Linked DNA regions of Sus scrofa: all the other regions are linked to region 3. Evidence: chromatin contacts called from public Hi-C and HiChIP or PLAC-seq data. All regions are on one chromosome and are shown on one strand. The core of a region is the stretch at or near the end of the contact, and the rest is flanking DNA. Distances in the headings are between cores, read along the strand shown. Region 1 has its middle 54 kb from the start of RUNX1. Region 2 overlaps CLIC6 (chloride intracellular channel protein 6). Region 3 overlaps RUNX1 (runt related transcription factor 1). Region 4 has its middle 29 kb from the start of RUNX1.

Evidence for each region. A called contact is a pair of places that touch in the nucleus more often than the background predicts. HiChIP or PLAC-seq counts read pairs in DNA pulled down with a chosen protein or histone mark.
Region 1: an H3K27ac HiChIP or PLAC-seq map of alveolar macrophages shows a contact between it and region 3. The contact joins two enhancer-like sites. A contact is called at or near these places in 1 of 47 Hi-C or Micro-C datasets (epiblast stem cells) and 1 of 2 datasets of contacts at active chromatin or transcription factors (alveolar macrophages).
Region 2: an H3K27ac HiChIP or PLAC-seq map of alveolar macrophages shows a contact between it and region 3. The contact joins two enhancer-like sites. A contact is called at or near these places in 1 of 47 Hi-C or Micro-C datasets (embryonic fibroblasts) and 1 of 2 datasets of contacts at active chromatin or transcription factors (alveolar macrophages).
Region 4: a Hi-C map of embryonic fibroblasts shows a contact between it and region 3, with 1.9 times the contacts expected there. The contact joins two enhancer-like sites. A contact is called at or near these places in 3 of 47 Hi-C or Micro-C datasets (embryonic fibroblasts, retroperitoneal adipose tissue and subcutaneous adipose tissue) and 1 of 2 datasets of contacts at active chromatin or transcription factors (alveolar macrophages).

Annotation. Positions count from the first base shown.
Region 1 is chr13:198,687,879-198,690,667 of Sscrofa11.1, forward strand. No RefSeq gene overlaps it. Among named protein-coding and RNA genes, the nearest start is that of RUNX1, 54 kb to the left of the region's middle. Within about 2 kb of position 1,308, at least 8 of the 83 cell types and tissues checked have an H3K27ac peak or open chromatin away from gene starts, as enhancers often do. A contact at or near this core is called in alveolar macrophages, where this site is marked.
Region 2 is chr13:198,273,801-198,276,554 of Sscrofa11.1, forward strand. All of the region lies in intron 1 of CLIC6 (chloride intracellular channel protein 6), which reads left to right. Among named protein-coding and RNA genes, the nearest start is that of CLIC6, 24 kb to the left of the region's middle. Within about 2 kb of position 1,276, at least 1 of the 83 cell types and tissues checked has an H3K27ac peak or open chromatin away from gene starts, as enhancers often do. A contact at or near this core is called in alveolar macrophages, where this site is marked.
Region 3 is chr13:198,468,718-198,471,417 of Sscrofa11.1, forward strand. The region is part of intron 2 of RUNX1 (runt related transcription factor 1); the gene reads right to left. Among named protein-coding and RNA genes, the nearest start is that of RUNX1, 170 kb to the right of the region's middle. Within about 2 kb of position 1,429, at least 71 of the 83 cell types and tissues checked have an H3K27ac peak or open chromatin away from gene starts, as enhancers often do. A contact at or near this core is called in alveolar macrophages, embryonic fibroblasts and retroperitoneal adipose tissue, where this site is marked.
Region 4 is chr13:198,662,821-198,665,615 of Sscrofa11.1, forward strand. No RefSeq gene overlaps it. Among named protein-coding and RNA genes, the nearest start is that of RUNX1, 29 kb to the left of the region's middle. Within about 2 kb of position 1,506, at least 6 of the 83 cell types and tissues checked have an H3K27ac peak or open chromatin away from gene starts, as enhancers often do. A contact at or near this core is called in embryonic fibroblasts and retroperitoneal adipose tissue, where this site is marked.

The sequences.
Region 1 (2,789 bases), core at 58-2,557, 220 kb after region 3:
TTTCCATTGAGAAGTTGACATCCCTTTCTTGCAGTTAATGTCCTCACATAGCCTTCAACTCCTACCCCTATCTGCTTCCTCCAGGGTCTTCCCTTATCAATCACCTCCTCGCTATCTTTAATTTCTAGAGACTTCTGTTCTACTTTCTCTTTCCTCTAAACATACAGTTATGCTTAAGTATTCCCCCATGTATAAACAGACAGACATTTTTAAATAAGAACAAAGCACAAAATTCATCTTTGATCTTAAGTCTTCCTAGAGTGTCCATCTTTTATTTTACTCCCATAACAGGGAAACTTTGGGAAATAATGGCCTCGGTTGCTTCATCTTATAGGCCTCTTATGCACCTTGTTTCTGTCCTACCACTCTACCAAAAGCATCCCTAAATCACTAGGGATTTGCTATCAGCATGCATGACCAGTTCATATAATTCAAGCTCCATACGGACTTTAAATTGAAAATTCTTTCCAGCCCAGATTGCTAGGATAGTTGCCTCCAGGCTCTCCCTATATTCCTGTCTATTTTTTCTCACTCTCCTCTGCAGTTTCCTTATTCTCTGCTTTCCCTGAAAGTATTAGCATTTCCCAGTCCATAGCCCCTATTAGCATCCTTCAGAACCTGCATCTCCGCTCTTATCCTTGGAGCCTCCACTCTTATCGGGGCTCTGAACTTGAGCCCTGAACACTATAGACATGTAGCATCCTGAGACATAATTTAGTTCTTTGCATACTTTCTTTCTCTGGCCTGTGAGCTGCTGGTAGTGGCTTTTTACACAGAAGACAGTAAATCCTTGTTTAGTTGAACTGAACTGAGTTGTTATCCTTCCTCTCTGTTTGTTTATACCATGTACCAGCTGCTGTTACAGAAGGTTTATCCTCTCCTTGTTCTTTCCCTTGACTCTCGTTTTAGGCCTTAGCGTGTTTTTCAAGCCTCTTCAAAGCACAAGGCTTCCTGACGCTATTTCTTACATTCGTTTATATTCATCTTTCTTCCTTTTTTTTTGTACAAGTGTTTTTACATCTGACTTTACAAAGAATTTCCTGCTTGGCCACCTCTTTAGCTACTTCCCCATTTTCTTCCCAGGCAGGATCATGCTATTAACGAGAGCTCTTGTTCCTTTTGGAGCAACCTGCTAATTCAAGTCTTAGAACCCCACTGGTCTTTTTCTCAGCTTTTAGAACTCTGTCTTCTCAAAGCCAGGCCATCCATCTGACAAGACCCAGCTCCCCCCATCACTGGCTGTCTCTGCAGTAACCTGCTTTTCTCCCCTCAGGGCCCCGGCCACTTCCTTGTTGGTTAGAATAGATCCAGAGAAGCGGTTCTTCATCGCTTCCTCTTTTGGCAAGTCAATTTCTAGCAGATGTCCCTATGGCTCCCCCCACCCCGCCCCTTCCTCCGCCATCACCCAGCTCCTCTCGCTGCATCTGTGTCTGCATTCGATCCGTGCCTGCAAAACATCATCACTTCCGCCTTCGGGATGGGTGGTCTCACTTCTGCCTCTTTCTTTTAATCTTCGGCCAGACTCTCTCCCGCACAATCCCATCATCCCAGTCACATATTTCACCCCAGGTGTACATGAGACATTTCCTAGACTGCGGTGTCCTCAGCCAGCTGCTTCTTTACCTTCTGGTGATGGCAAGGAGTGGTGCTTGTCTTCCCATGTTAAAATCCATTCTATGGCTTTATTTGTTAATTATATTTTATGCCTACCAATTTGGTATGTGGGACATAAGCACTAATTCTAAGTTTCCAGCAAGTTATTCTTGACTGAATTACTTGACACCACCTGGGAGTATTATTTTCTTTGTTTCCACATAAATTTCCCTGGTATTTATTTAATTTTACTCTTTTTGCAAAACAAAGCCTTGATTATTCTTCTTATTATTTTATAAATTTTCACTTTTAAAATTTTAATTTTCTTTTTCCTTTTTTTTTTTTTTTTTTTGGCTTTTTGCCTTTTCTAGGGCCGCACCCACAGCATATGGAGGTTCTCAGGCTAGGGGTCATCGGAGCTGTAGCCGCCGGCCTAAGCCAAAGCCACAGCAATGCAGGATACGAGCCACGTCTGCAACCTACACCACAGCTCACGGCAACACCAGATCCTTAACGCAATGAGCGAGGCCAGGGATCAAATCCACAACCTCATGGTCCCAGTCGGATTCGTTAACCACTGAGCCACGACGGGAACTCCTAAAGTTTTAATTTTCTATTGTTTTTTATGGAACAAAGTTTTTTCTTATTACTTGAACTCTTTTGGATTATCTTCATAAGACATAATTTCTAGCCACGAATTCATATTTCAGTATAATAATTTATAATGTAGAAAACCAAATCTCTGACAATAATTGGAGTTGTATTTTTCTAGCGGCAGCAGCAGTAGTAGAAGTTACCATTCATTCAACAAGCATTTATGAAGCACCTACGATGTGCCAAGCAGCATGCCAAATAAGGAGGAAAAAATTGTGAGACCTTCTCCAAGTTTCCCTGGCCCCTTGGACCCTGCTGTCTAGTGAGGGATACAAATATTAATCCAATATTCACCCAAACACAAACAAAAATTGGCTCTATGTACAGCCATGGCAGAGACTACTGGTCATCCACCAGCATCCAGTCTCTCTCTTGGCCTTCAATGGTAGAGTTAGCTGGAATCGTGGCTGCCCAGGCAGAGACTACATCCTCTCTTTCTGAGAGAGACAGAGAGAGAGAGACAGAGAGAGAGAGAGAAATAGTCTTTTATTTATTTATTTATTGGTTGCACTCAGGCAGGTGTAAGTTCCCAGGCCAGGGAT
Region 2 (2,754 bases), core at 26-2,525, 200 kb before region 3:
TCTTCAGTTGGTCACTGAAACCGACATGAGTGTCTTTAAAGCACTAGACTTTCTTCCTTGTAAAAAGACAGTTCCAGACCTTTGGTCTTCCTTTTTTTTTTTTTTTTTTAGCCACACCAGCAGCATATGGAGGTTCCCAGGCTAGGGGTCAGATCAGAGCTCTAACTGCTGGCCTACACCAGAGCCACAGCAGCGCGGAATCCAAGCCTCATTTGCACCCTACGCCACGGCTCATAGCAATACCAGATCCTTAACCCACTGAGCAAGGCCAGGGATCAAACCTGCGTCCTCATGCATACTAGTTGAGTTCATTAACCACTGAGCCATGACAGGAACTCCTGGTCTTCTTAAACATAAACATTACAAAGAAAAAGAGAAAGCAGGTGCCTTTTTTATTTTTTAAGCAAACTACAATTTCCAAAGAATTATGCAAATGAGCTAGAGAATTCTCAACAAATTGAGAAAGCTGAATCTGAACATTTTAGAGGTAATCAGAATTTCCATGGCTACTCTCCCACCCACCACGCTTCCTCCTCCCTTCTTTCCTCAGGTTTTTTTTTGGGGGGAGGGGTGTTTTCAGGGCTGCGCCTGCGGCATGTGGAAGTTCCCAGGTTAGGGGTCGAAATCTGAGCCATAGCTGCTGGGTTGTACCACAGCCACAGCAACGTGGCATCCGAGCCAGGTCTTCAACCTACACCACAGCTCATGGCAACACTGGCTCCTTAACCCACTTAGAGAGGCCAAGGGTCAAACCTGTGACCTCATGGATACAAGTCAGGTTTGTTTCCACTGAGCCAGGATGGAAACTACCTCCTCATGGTTTTTTAAATGAGACTCCAGAGATAATTTATACGTCTCCAACTGTTATTTTCCTATCATAAGCAAAGTATGCACAAGTCAGCTGCTGATCTCAAATCGAGATGCATTAGTAAAGGCATTACTGTTCAGGTCCAAAGTTGTGTTTGGTTCAGACCACTGCAGTGCCCAGGACAGGAAGACGATGCCCTCTTGGGGTAATTTTCCTGTGGGGTCTGAAGGGGCCAGGGTATGGAGAGAGACCAAGACATTCTAGTCTTTCCAGGACTTTCCTAGTTTTAAAACGGATAATTCTGGGTAGTAGGAAACCCGAGTCTCCGGCAAATTGCGAAGGTTTAGCCTCTAAAGGGCCTAAAAACGAATCTGTGACATTTTCCACCAAACTCTAAAGAGGGATGGGTGTGTTTGAAGGAAAGGTGCTACGTCGGGAGAGTGCATCGCAAGACCACGAGGGGGCGCCAACAACCTCTTGAAGACGGTGTACAGTCTGACGCTGTTAAAGCCCTTCTGAGAAGGCAGGTTCTAAAAACTACCTTGAGGAACCAAGATCACCAAGATTAAAAAGAACAAAATGTCGGAGTTCCTGTTGTGGTGCAGCGGAAACGAACCCGACGAGGAACCATGAGGTAGAGGTTTGATCCCTGGCCTCGCTCAGTGGGTTAAGGATCTAACGTTGCCGTGAGCTGTGGTGTAGGTGGCAGAGGTGTTTCGGATCTGGTGTTGCTGTGGCTGTGGTGTAGGCTGGCAGCTGTAGCTCCGATTAGACCCCTAGCCTGGGAACCTTCACATGCCACGGGTGTGGCCCTAAAAAGCCCCCCCCACCCAAAAAGAGCAAAATGTCATGGGTAGACCCCTCATCCTCTTGGGAGCGTGATCTGTGACTGTGCCTTGTTACATTTTTGACCAGATGGATCCTCAATCTTACCTAATTGAAAAAAATGGGGTGAAAAATACAGCCTCCTGAGTCAAGAGGAAAGCTATGTTTGGGGCTTGTCTGCCAGACTCTGTGGCCTCATAGCTGACGTGGAAGAGCCAGCAGGCCCTCCTATAATTCAGGTCAGAAGTGTGGGTATAGTTCACAAGTCCGCAAAGAGGAGCTTGGCTTTTGGGGGGCTCGACACAGAGCTTCTTCAGATGACCACCTTGCAAATCCTTGGCAAACGAGGAGAGGCTCCTGCAGGAAGTTTCTGGGAATAGGCTAAGTGCTGCCTGCTTCAGGGTTCACCTGATCGATGTGGGCTTGATTCACTGAACCATCTTAGGACAAGGTTTAGGATTTCCATATGGGAGTCAGCAGCTGGACTAGTTTCCTGTTGCTGCTGTAACAAATGACCACAACCTTGGTGGCTTAACGCAAATGTATTATTTTACAGGTCTCTTGGTCAGAAGTGTGACACAGGCCTCTCTGGGCTAAAACTGAGGCACGTGTTGGGCCTCCATTTCTTTTTGGAGGCTCCAGGGGAGAATCCGTGCCATTGGCTTTTCCAGTTTCTACAGGACACCTGCATTCCTTGGTTCAGAATCTTCCCCCACCTTCGAAACCAGCAATATGCATCTCTGACCATTTTTCTCTAGTCCAGTCTTCCCCGATCAAGCTGGAAAAGGGTCTCGCTATAAAGGATGCATGTGATCAGACAGGGCCCACTGAACCACCCCCATCTCAAAGCCACGGCCTTGACCACCTGTGCAGAGCTCTTTGTTGCCATAGGTAGCATATCCGTAGGTTCTGAGAGCTGGGATGTGGACGTCCTTGGGGGACCATTATTCTGCCTACTGTACCAGCAAATGGTCTTGGAGCTTGTTCTTCCACGTTCTGTCGTTCTCACCCCAGACCACAGCTAGAATGAGTTGTGGTCGAGCATCGATCCACTAGTTATTTTGCTGGCTGCTCTGAGATGGCCCCACTGGTTCTTAACTAACCCCGTCTCAGACTGCAAT
Region 3 (2,700 bases), core at 179-2,678:
GTGCGAGTTTCCAGTTCAGTCTTTGGCTGTTACAAAAGTTCCTGGAGGCAAAATTCCCATACACTTCCTAAAATATTTATGCGGAGTGCACAAGAACCAGCAAACACATAATTTGTAAGTTCCAGTGGTTAATTGCCTGTCAGTTTTTTTTTCTTTTTCCAGATAAGTTTTGTCTAAAGTCAAACAACACAAAATACACAAGTGTCTTCCAAATACAGAGACACTTTTTATCATGCAAAACTAGCTTCCGTCCTCAAAGGCGAGAGCTGAGACTTCCAAAGGTCTTGCTTCTAATGTATGTGCACACATATATATAAATATATACATATGCTCTACTTCATAAAATATTTACAATACAATCTGTAGAGAATTTAAACACAACAGAAATCCATTAATGTTCGCTGCAGGGTTTTTGTTGTTTTTTAAGTAGCCTTGAAAATCAACTTCAGTAGTTGCAGAAGGGCTGTGCTAGAAGTACTTGTCATGTTCTCTCAATAAATTCTGGCAAAATGTTCAGTTCAGAAAATTATGCTTTTCAAAGAAAAGCTAATCTTAAAAAAAAAAAAAAATTCCAAGTCGATGACACTCAGGGTTCAGCTCTCCACATCTGAGAACTCGGGTTTGGGGATGTTGGTTAAGTTTGTGGCTGATCCTGTGGTTTGGTGGGAGTCGAGCAGAGGCCGAGTCACACGCACGCAGGCACGCACTCTTCGGAAGCCAGCCGCTGTCTACATCGACTCGTTGAGTCAGCCCCGACTTGGGCTGTAGCGAGGCAATCTTCCTCCAACGTAGCCCCAGCGCGGGCCAGTTAACTGCCTGGACGCGCTAATACCCACGATCACCGCGTAACCGCAGCAGGTGGAGAGGGCCCTGAGAGGAGGCTCCGCAGCGCAGATCGAAACAGACGGGGCGGCTCGAGTTACACAAGCACGCACACACTGCCACGCATTCCCAACTTCATCACTCGCCTCGAAGCACAGCGCACTTTCTCCAGCGGTTGTCAAAGAAAACAACCGGGGAAAAGTTCACAGCCAGGAAAGAAGTTGAACCATCCAGCCAAGAAACCAGTTCATTCAAAAGTAAGAAAGAAAGAAAGAAAGGGGGGAAAAAAATCGAAGCTCCAACGCGGGTCAAAAAGAAACAGCAAAGATTGATTTTCTTCTGGCGTCCCCAGGAGCCCCAAGAAGAGATGCCTGCCGGCGCAGGGCCGGGCAGCGTGGTGCCCTGGCTGGGTCCGGCCGCAGGGCGCCCGTCCCGCCTGCGCCCGCTGGCTCTATGAATGAGAGTGCCTGGAAATGAACGTGCTTTTACTGTAAGCCCGGCCCGAGGAATTCCATTCCCTCAGCTCGTTTGCATAGGGGCGGCCGCGGGCCAATCACAGGCCTTTCCGGTATCAGCCAGGGCGCGGCTCACGGCCGCGGGCTCCTGGAATTGGCCCGCGCGCCCCCGCTGCCGCCGCCGCGCGCTACTGTACGCAGCCAGGGTGGAGAGTCCACCGCCCCTCGCTCCCCGCGCGTATCTGCATCCACGCACACACACGCACACGCTCCCACGCTCGCCCGAGGCCCCGCCCCGGTGCGGACGGCGACCCTGCGGCTTTGCACACGCTCAGGGTTGCGCAGCTGCCAGATCTAGGGCTGTAGTGCGCGGCGGCGGCACTGGCGGCTGCGGTTCGGAGAGCGAGGTCGTGGAGAAAAGGAGGCCGGCCAGCCTAGGGAGGAATCGGGCCGCGCGCAGCGCCTGGAGCGACCCGGGCCGCAGATCTGCCGGAGGGAGGCGCTCCGCGAGCCATGGAGGGTGCGGGGCAGCGGCCGTCGCAAGCCTCCCAAAACCAGGCCGGAGCGCCCGGACGGCCCACGCCCTGCGCGGCAGCCCACTGCTGAGCCTTTACTTCCCCAACGTGGGTGGGATTCGGCCCCGAGGGGGCCAGGGAGCCGGAGGGCGGAAAGCCCAGCGGCCCAGCTCGGCGTGCCCCCACGGCCTGACTGGCAACTGCGGCGAATTGGAGCTGATTCATTTAGTGAGGCCAGGCGGTGTTGGTCTCCACAACATGGTTTTTGTGTTTTTTGAGTTTTATCTCTTGGTTTATTTGCTATAATTGGGCGTTTTTCGCCGCGGCTGGGCTGCGGCTTAATTACCCATTGCGCCGCACTCAGGCTGAGTGTGCTTAGCGGTCAGAAAAGACCCCCCAAAACAAGCAACCGAAAAGAAAGTTGAAAGCATCCGCTTGGCTCGCTCCCCGTTAACGGAGCGTCTGCTCCTTGGCTAGGCCCACGTCGCCCGCGCCCCGCACCCACCTCCCTCTCCCCGGAAACAGCCCCGGCTCCGCTCCCCGCCTCCGCCCGCGAGCTGCAGCGGGTGCTGAACCCACCCTGGCTTTGCGCGCTGGCGGGAACTTCCCCCGCTCCCGTCCCCCCGGCGCCACGGGCATTTTCGCAGAGCTTAGGGGGCCCCGCCCCCGCCCAGCCGCCGGGCTGCACCTTCCCCACAGAGCCCACCCCATCTCTCCCCCCGGGGGAGGGCGCTCACCCGCTCCCCCCTAGCACCGAGCCCTCCACGTCGACGTCCCTAGGCGGGGGTCCCTCCCTCCCTCCGCCTCTATCCCCTTGCCGGCCCGCGGCTGGGGTACTAGGGCGACGCCGCTGAGGACTCTCCTCGGGCTCCGCCGCTGGGGCCTGCAGGAGACCGGCGGCTGTAGCG
Region 4 (2,795 bases), core at 256-2,755, 190 kb after region 3:
CTTCATGACATAACCCAAATGTCCCCCACATTATTAAACACTCCTCCTATGAAGAATTATTTTTAGTGGTTATGTAATAGTCCATCATGGTTGGTAAGGAATCCATTTAGAAAAAAATGGGAGATGATAAAGAGAAAAAATATTGGTGTTTACTGCTTTTCATATTATAACCCTTTTACTCCTCACCACTGCCTTATAAGCTAGATGTTATTATCTCCATTTCACAGATAAAGAAATTGAGATACTGACAGTTTAAATAATTAGCTACAAGTCACACATTAGGGCGAAGCTGGAATTTGGACTGAGGTCTGCTTAAAGTCAAAGTTTATATGAAAATCACTCTGTGGAGTTCCCTTCGTGGCTCAACGTTTAAGGAACCTGACTAGGATCCATGAGGATGTGGGTTGGATCCCCGGCCTTGCTCAGTGGGTTAAGGATCTGGCATTGCTGTGAGCTATGGTGTAGGTTGTAGATGCAGCTCAGATCCTGCACTGCTGTGCCTACGGCATAGGCCAGCAGCCATAGCTTTGATTTGACCCCTAGCTTGGGAATTTCCATAAGTCACAGATGTGTCCTTAAAAGAAAAAAAAAAAAAGAGAAAGCTTTGAAAAAAAAAAAAAACCCTTTGCAATGACAGTGATACATAATTTATTATTTTATTCTGTAGAAAGACCCCTGGGTGAGCACAGCATTTAGAGCCTTGGAAATGTTTGAGGTGCAGTGTTTCTCTGTTATTGGGAAAAGGCTGTCAAGGGGGTTGGTGGAGATATGGACAAATAATGACCAGGAACAACCTCTGGGTCAAAGAATTGTCCTTTCAGAGGTTATTTCCTGGTTAGTGGGGATGCTTTGGGTCACAGGTAGTCATATTTGCACATGAGGAACATCGAGGAAAGAAGGATGTATGCTCATGAAGAAAAAAACCAGGGGTGGGCAGTAGATTGGTTTCCAGCTTAAGAAAGTAGCATTTGGGATAATCCCTGAGCCATGTGTCTGTTGGACTGCGTACATACCCTCTAAGGGAGAATTCAGGACAATTACAGAAAAAGAAAATTATGTTCCTAAAAGTTCTCAGAAGCGATTTCTTAAAGTGATTTCCCAGTGTAGAATTGTTTGGCCTCCTCACTCGCCCCCACCCGGCCAGGCTTAGTCAGCTAGTTTCTCACTGACGTCTGCAGTTCTAGGAGCTTAGTCCCCCAGGGGAGTGGAAAAGATTCCTGGCACGTACATTAGATCAGAAAAAAAAAAAAAAATTGATGATGAGTAAGAATAGTCTATTACCTCCTTCGTCTTGACTATACAATTTCCCCTCAAAGGGAAGGCCATCCGTGGTGAGAGTTTCCTGTGATTGCTCTAACAAAGCACCACAGATGGATGGAGGGGCTCAAGATGACAGAAATGCAATCTCCTCCCACTTCTGGAAGCCAGGAGTCTGCAGTCAAGGCGTTTCAGGGCCATATTCCCTCTTATGGCTCTAGGGGAGGGTCCTTCCTGCCTCCTTCAGCCTCTGGCAGCTCAAGGTGTCCTTGGCTCATGGTGGTACCACTCTAGTCTATGCCTCCATCATCCACGGCCTTCTCCTCATCTGGGTCGTTTCCTTTTCCAGCTCTTTTCAGGACACTTGTCATTGGATTTAGGACCTACCTGGATAATCCAGGACGATCTCATCTTGAGACCCTTAACTTCATTTCATCTGCAAAGATCCTTTTTCCCAATAAGGTCACACCCACAGATTCTGGGGGTTAGCTCATGCCTGTATATTTTTGGGGGGCTATTCATTGACCCTGCTCCAGTGCTGAGGCTTAATGCTGTTGTATGCCAAGAAAGAGCTACTGCACTCTCCTCGATTGTTTCGTTTCTGTTTTTTGTCTGTTTGTTTGTTTTTGGACTTACCTCTGGCATGTGGAAGTTCCTGGGCCAGGGATCGAACCCCCATCACAGCAGTGACAAGCCAGATCCTTAACCTGCTGAGCCACCAGGGAACTCCAAGAGCCCTTCAGGTTTATATCTTGGGTAGGGCCTTCTTCCCTGGACAAAGCTCTGGGAAGGAAGGAGGAGCTCAGAGCTGAAGGACAGTTTTGGTTCCCCAGGCACACAGGTATCTGGTGTCTCTGAGCTCCCGAGTTCTAGATTCAGCACAATGATGTCTGTGGGCCCCAGAGGCACATGGACACCACTGAGGAAGAGGAAGCCAGGCCTGATGGGACCTCCCACCTGTGTGACTGTGGAGACATAGAGCCAGGTGGGGTTCTGGCCACCTCAGCAGATGCAAACCAGGAGAGAGAAGATTATCAAAGACCCAGGCCCCACTTTCCCACCCTGTGTGGGCCCAGCATAGCCTGGAGAGGGACTCTGGACAAGAAAGCACTACTGAATTGGACTGAATTAGAGGAGATGAGCATTCTGACCCAGTGATCAAATGGAGAGGCAAAGTACAAATGGAAGATGTACTTTTTGTGCTGTAGTAAACAGAGTTCTTTAGAAAAACAGAAGAAAGATTTATTTTAAGAAATTAGCTTATGTGACTGTGAACCTACCATGTCTGGACTCTATAGGGCAGGCTGGGAGACTGGAAATTCAGGTGAGCATGGAGGTTGCTGTCTCGAGTCCTAATTCCACAGGACAGCAGCCTGAAAACTCAGGCAAGGTTTCCATGCTTAGTTTAGTGTTTTTGCTTTTTTTTTAAATTCACTTTAGGGCTGCACCTGCAGCACATGGAAGTTCCCAGGCTAAGGGCTGAGTTGGAGCTGTAGCCACCGGCCTATGCCACAGCCATAGCAATGCAGGATCTGAGC